Regions from separate parts of the Mus musculus genome. Here region 2 is linked to region 1. The links are chromatin contacts, called in public HiChIP or PLAC-seq maps. All regions are on one chromosome and are shown on one strand. The core of a region is the stretch at or near the end of the contact, and the rest is flanking DNA. Distances in the headings are between cores, read along the strand shown.

The links. HiChIP or PLAC-seq counts read pairs in DNA pulled down with a chosen protein or histone mark.
Region 2: a contact with region 1 is called in a BATF HiChIP or PLAC-seq map of CD8 T cells, with 8 read pairs. The contact joins two enhancer-like sites. A contact is called at or near these places in 1 of 15 datasets of contacts at CTCF or cohesin (CD8 T cells), 5 of 484 Hi-C or Micro-C datasets (Th1 cells, centroblasts, centrocytes and 2 more) and 7 of 115 datasets of contacts at active chromatin or transcription factors (CD8 T cells, bone marrow-derived dendritic cells, bone marrow-derived macrophages and 4 more).

What each region holds. Positions count from the first base shown.
Region 1 is chr12:3,282,297-3,285,621 of GRCm38.p6, forward strand. The region is part of intron 1 of Rab10 (RAB10, member RAS oncogene family); the gene reads right to left. Among named protein-coding and RNA genes, the nearest start is that of Rab10, 26 kb to the right of the region's middle. Within about 2 kb of position 1,770, at least 90 of the 459 cell types and tissues checked have an H3K27ac peak or open chromatin away from gene starts, as enhancers often do. A contact at or near this core is called in CD8 T cells, bone marrow-derived dendritic cells and bone marrow-derived macrophages, where this site is marked.
Region 2 is chr12:3,348,032-3,351,356 of GRCm38.p6, forward strand. All of the region lies in intron 1 of Gm26520 (predicted gene, 26520), which reads right to left. Among named protein-coding and RNA genes, the nearest start is that of Gm26520, 7.5 kb to the right of the region's middle. Within about 2 kb of position 1,535, at least 87 of the 459 cell types and tissues checked have an H3K27ac peak or open chromatin away from gene starts, as enhancers often do. A contact at or near this core is called in CD8 T cells, bone marrow-derived dendritic cells and bone marrow-derived macrophages, where this site is marked.

The sequences.
Region 1 (3,325 bases), core at 520-3,019:
TGTAAAAGGTTTATTTCTTTATTATATATACATTATTATGCCTGCATATATGACTGCACACCAGAAGAGGGCATCAGACCTCATTACAGATGATTGTGAGCCACCATGTGGTTGCTGGGAATTGAACTCAGAATTTCTGGAAGAACAGCCAGTGCTCTTAACCTCTGAGCCATCACTTCAGCCCCATAATTTGTTAAAGATAGTTGTAAACTGGAATCTGAAGCCCTATTGCTGAACTTTATAATACTACACTGAAATCCATTAGTTATTTCACACTTTCAATAGGTCTTCTTGACACATGAGATTCTTAATGTCATGTACTGGCCATTTGGAATTACTGGTTTGAGTTACAAGTTCCTTAAAATGCTGACATACTTCATTATGTAATATGAAAAAAGCCACGTTTTCATCACTGTGGAACTGACCAGATATTTGCTTTTTGTTTCAAACAGTGTCTCTGAAGTTAAGCTGGCCTTGAAGGAACTTACAGTAGTCCTCCAGTCTCTACCTCACGAAGTGTTAGATTACAGGCATGAGCCCCCATGCAAGGAAGAAGAAAATTGAAGTATAGGAAAATATGCCACAGAGAATCACACAAGATTTCCAAAACTGTAAAGTATGAGTTTTATCAGCAGCAGCAAATACTGTCACTTGATTCATTTGTGAAAGTATCCACCAAGTCCTCAAGTCTGAAAAACCATTGTTTAAAAATAAAAAATAAAAGGGCTAATTGCAACTATCTCAAAGGTGCTTGTCCTTGGAAGAAGTTCTACTGTCTCACAATGAGGCAGCTGTTTCATAATGACTCCCCACGTACTCACACAAAAACAGGCACACAAAGGTCAAGGCTTACCACAACTCATTTTTTTCTGGGTTTTGTTTTGAGGGACAGCACATTTTTGCAACCTAGCATTGGCTGACCTAGTACTTGTTGCTTTGTAACACACAGGCTGATTGCTGGCTGGCCTAGAACTCCATGCCTCAGCCTCTAAGTGCTGGAATTACAGGATATGCTACCATTTTAGGGACATTCTTTGGGGTGCAGGGCAGTAAAGATAAGGACATTTAGAAGTAGTCAAACTAAACCTAAATGTTTCCAGTTCCGAAGTTTTCTATCACCACACTCAAGACCTGGCTATGATACACTTATATTATCAATGCATGTCACTAAGCTGCTTCTTTGGGCCTTCCTGTAAAAAGGCAATGGTTAACTTTTCAGAGATCAAAAGAAGAAAAGAAACAGTACTCCAAAAATTTCTAACAAACAAAATCAAATTCAAGAAGAAATAATCCTTGAGGCTCAACATAATACAAACTTGATTACATGATTATAAAAGTTTATATACCTGTGTAAAAATGAGCCAAAACCATATAAAATTAGATTTCTTCTTCAAATACCTGATTCTTGCCCCACTATTCTCTACTGCACTCTCAAACCTACATTGTGTAGCAAGCTCTCATCACAGAAAAGCAAAGGTGCATCCTTTATGTATTGTTGAAAATTCAGGAGACCATGAAGGCTAGATCCCATGATAAAGCCAAGGATGGAAAATTTCAAATCTAAAGAGTTCCAGAAAAAAAAATATATATATAGCTGTCCAGTATAGTTCAATGTAATAGGCGATGCAAAGTAAGGCTAAGACTGCCATTCAGCTTTCTCAAACCAAGATATTTACCAAAAATATCTGACCAGGCTAAGTATGGTGACTCATGCCTGTAATCTGTAATCCCAGCACTCATTCAGGAGGTTAAGACCTAAACCACATAGAACGTTTCAGGCTAACAAGACCTTGTCTCAAAAACCGAAAACAAAGTCAGGCACAGTGGTTCTCATCTGTGACCCCAGTACTTGAGAAATGGAGGAGGAGGAGCTCAAGATAACCCTCAGCTACACAGCCGAATTTGAGGCTAGCCTGGTCTATATGAGACTGTCTTGAAAACAAAAAACAGAAATCTGAGCAATTAAGGACATGTTATTGTTGCTGGAGACTGGGAAGTGAACCCAGACCCTTACAGGTGCTAGATGGGTACTCTATCTGCTATATCTCAGGCCTGTTTTATTACTTTCTTTTTGAGACAGATCTCCCTGAGTTCCTCAGACAGGCAGTGAACTGATACATAACCCAAAGTTTGGACTTGAGATCATCCAGTCTGAACTTTCCAAGTAGCTGGGATTAAAGGTATCTTCAACCATGACTGGATAGCTGAGATTTTTTTTTTTTTTTATGCCTTGCTATTATTCTCTAGCTATGCGTCAGTCTTAAATTAATACTCTTTTTCAATTCTGTAGGGGTTGGAGAGATGACTCAGAGGTTAAGAGTACATACTGTTCTCCCAGAGAACTTAACTCAAGTTCAGTTCCCAGCACTCATATCAGGCAGTTTACAACCTTCTCCTCTAACTCCAGCCCCAAAGGCTCCAAAGGCTCCAAAGGCTCTGGCCTCCACAAGCACCTGCAGATACTCACACTCATACATGGACACATATGTACCCCTGCCACACACAACTTAAAATAAAATTAGGGCCACAGACACGGCTAAACCATTAGGAACATGTACTATTCTTGCTGAGGAACTGTTCAGTTCAGTTCCCTGTACTCATGTCAGGTGACTGACAACTGCTTGTAAATCCAACTCCAGGGATCTGCACACACACACACATACACACACACACTTAAAACTAATAAATCTTATGCATTAAAAAAATAACTTTAATTAGAAAGGAAGAAATGGGGTTGGAAAGATGGCTCAGGTTTGCTCTTCCAGATAATCCAGGATCAATTCACAGTATCCTCATAGCAGCTCACACCTGTCTGTAAACTGTAATTCCAGGGCTCACACTCTCACAAGCATACATGGAGGCAAAACACCAATGAATATAAAATAAAAATTATATTAAAAAATGAAAAGTAATCAGCCTGGCATGGTGGTACATGCCTTTAATCCCAGCACTCAGAGGCGGCAAAGGCAGGAAGATCTCTCTATGTGTTGAAGGTCAGCCAGGTCTACAGAGGGAGTTCTAGGCCAACCAAGACTACACAGAAAAACCACATTTCCAAAAATAAAACAAACCTCAAATGGTTCAACTACAGAAATTATAACCATATTTATAATCCTAGCACCCGGGAGGCTAAGGCAAGTAGAATGCATGTCCAGGTCAGCCCAGACTACATAGCAAAATTCTTTCTTGAAAAACTGGATGTGGAGGCAGAGGCACAATAAATGAAACATACATGAAATAGTTTTTTTCTACATTTGGCGTTCGGGGTATCATTAAGTTTTCTTAGCTGGTTTTAATTAAGCCTCGCCCACACAGTCTGAGAAAA
Region 2 (3,325 bases), core at 285-2,784, 66 kb after region 1:
GTTCTCAAACTAACTCCTATGAGCTGTCTGCACTCTACATGTTCTATAGTATACACACACAAAAATAAATAAACAAATGTAGGTAGAAGAAGAAGAGGAGGAGGAGGAGGAAGAGGAGGAGGAGAAAGAGAAGGAGGAGAAAGAGAAGGAAGAAGAGGAAAAAGAGGAGGAGAAAGAGAAGGGAGAGGAGGAGGAGGAGGAGGGCGAGGAGGAGGAGGAAGAGGAGGAGGAGGAGGAAGAGGAGGAGGAGGAAGAGGAAGAGGAGGAGGAGGAGGAAGAGGAGGAGGAGGAAGAGGAGGAGGAGGAGGAGGAGGAGGAGGAAGAGGAGGAGGGCTGGTGAGATGGCTAGGCAGGTAAGAGCACTGACTGCTCTTCCATAAAGGTCCTGAGTTCAAATCCCAGCAACCAATGGTGGCTCGCAACCACCCGTAATAAGATCTGATGCCCTCTTCTGGCACATCTGAAGACAGCTACAGTGTACTTATATATAATAATAAATAAATTTAAAAAGAAGAAGAAGGAGGAGGAGGAGGAGGAGGAGGAGAAGGAGAAGAGGAAGAAGAAGGAAGAGGAGGAGGAGCAGCAGCAGCAGCTGCCACCATCTGGAGATACAGCTCAGTATAGCAGAGCACTTGCCTCATCCGAGTGAAGTCTCAGGTTTAATCTCTAGCACATACATATATACATACATATATTCACACACTACATACATACATACACATATATGTTGTTGTAAATATTTAAATCCTGGCCTTGAGTTTCTACCCCACCTTAGGTTATTAAGTTCCCAGATAAAAACCACACAGATAGCCTTTATATTTATTATAAGTCCTAAACAGCACAAACGCTGGGCAGCTGCCTACCCTCCCTGCTGTTAGAATCCACTTTCCTAACAATAACCCTGAGTTACTACTCACAACTTACTAGGTTCTATCTGGGCTGTTCTTAGCCCCAAGTGGATAGACCTCACATACACATACCCACATACATATATACACATATACATACATGTATAGAGACAGGCATATATACATATACACATATCACACACACACACACATATATACACACACACACATATACATACATGCATTCATACATACATACATACAAAATGGGTATGGTGGTCTTGGTAGGGAAAACAACTCAAGTTTGAGGCCAGCCCAGACTATCAAATGAGTTCCAGGGCAGCCTGGGCTGTGGAGACTGTGTTTCAAAATAAAGTTTTCTGTAACTTAAATTTAAGAGACACACGGGGCGGTGGTGGCACACGCCTTTAATCCCAGCACTTGGGAGGCAGAGGCAGGCAGATTTCTGAGTTCGAGCCATCCTGGTCTACAAAGTGAGTTCCAGGACAGCCAGGGCTACACAGAGAAACCCTGTCTCGAAAAACCAAGAGAGAGAGAGAGAGAGAGAGAGAGAGAGAGAGAGAGAGAGAGAGAGAGAGAGAGAGAGAGAGCGCCTTGATCCTCTTCTTTCTCTGCTTAGGTCTGATACATCCTCTTGCTGACTCAGTGCTCACACTTCCTCCTTATTCATCTCCCCCCTCTCTGCTGCTCAGTCATGCTGAGGTATGTGGCTGGCTGAGGTATTTTTCCACAGGTCTCCTGGGAAATTGCCTCATGGCAAGAACTGGAACATGATAGCACCACAAGGAAACCATCCTAAGGAGCATAGAAAGGCACAGAAGGGACAGGGCTAGTCCCAGCTCTGTGACCATAGCTATGATCATGGGAGGCTTAAACCATTCGCTAGGGCTCCTTTGTTTCACCTGTTTAATTACCCCGATGAATAATCACTTTGACAGAGTTAGAAGCCTGTCGCTTTCCTCTTTTGTCTGTCTGTCTGTCTATCTATTTATCTGAGACATAGCTCTGACTGTCCTGGTACTCACTCTGTAGAGCAGGCTGGCCTTGAACTCACAGAGATCTGACCGCCTCTGCTTACAATGTTGGGATTAAAGGCATGCACCACAACACCTGGCTCTTCCTTTTCCTAACAACAAGTCATATGATTTTAACACTTTAAACTTTTCAAAGTATTTTTATACAGATTTTAAATACATTGCTCATTTTGCTCCTGACACCATCTCTGAGTGGGTAGCTGAGCAGGGCTGCCCCTTGATGGGCATATAAGGGCACAAGCTCAGAAGATGATGTCACCATGAGGCCCAGGGGCATGGGTGCACCGTGGTCTCCAGCCAGGCTGGAGCTCAAGTTTCCTGACTGCAGCCTGGGGCCAGTTCTCCCACTGTTCCCTCCCTGAAGTCACCAGCTGTCCTTCTTCTCGAGAGATTCAAAACCTTGTGAGGTAAGACAGGATCTCCTGAGGGGATTAATGTCCCATAGCTGTCAGCATGGCCTTTGCGCTGGTATGGCTCTCAGCGAGCACCTGGGCCTTTGCCAGTGAGGCAGACTTGGATTTTTAAAGTTAACTCAGTGGCTCATGGGAGGTTGCCCAGACTTTTCTGTGACTCCTTGGGACAGGAGCCAGCCGACAGTTGGCCTTTAGTGTGCATTTTGCAGCAGTTTGGCCACCTTCCTTTTTGAATGGTTTAAAGTACGTTCCTCTTTTATAGTTGTTGAGGGTTTCTGTTGTTTTCAACAGGGTCACATGTAGCCCAGGCTGATCTCAAACTTTGTGGGTAGCTGAGGGTGACCTTGAACCTCGGAGGTGGGCCACCATGCCTGACTTCAGGTGTGATTCCTTTTCATTCACTTATTTAGTCAGTCCTCAGTTTTTTGAGAAAGGATTTCACATCTATAGTACAGGCTGTAGCTGAAGATTGCCTGGAACTTCTGACCCTCCTAGCTCCAGTCTCCTAAATGCTGGGATTACAGGTGAGCCCTGCCATACCCAATTTACAGTAGTTTTGTTGATGCGTGACAAGGTCTCATTATGTAGCCCTGGCTGGCCTAGAACTTGATAAGTAGACCAGGCTTGCCTTGAACTCCCAGAAATCTCCCTGCCCCTGCCCTCCTGGTGTTAGGATAAGAAGTGTATGCCACCGTGCTTGGGTATTCTGTTTGTTTCCTTTTCTGTTTTTAGAGATGAGGTCTCACTATGCAGCCCAGGCTCTCTTTTGCAATCCTCCTGCCTCAGCTTTGCACATTAGCTACATCATAGGTATGTGCCTGACTTTCTAATAGTTCTGGCTATATAGTACCAAATCTCTCCTGGAGATGTATGCCTTGGTAGAGTCCTCAGACAGTATAGGACATTACATGTCAAAGGGAGGAGGATCTTAGAGGTGATTCTAGCCACACAGTGTGCAGAAGGTCCACCCAGAGACGCTAACAGCTCAGTACTGTAGCCACTGACTGCT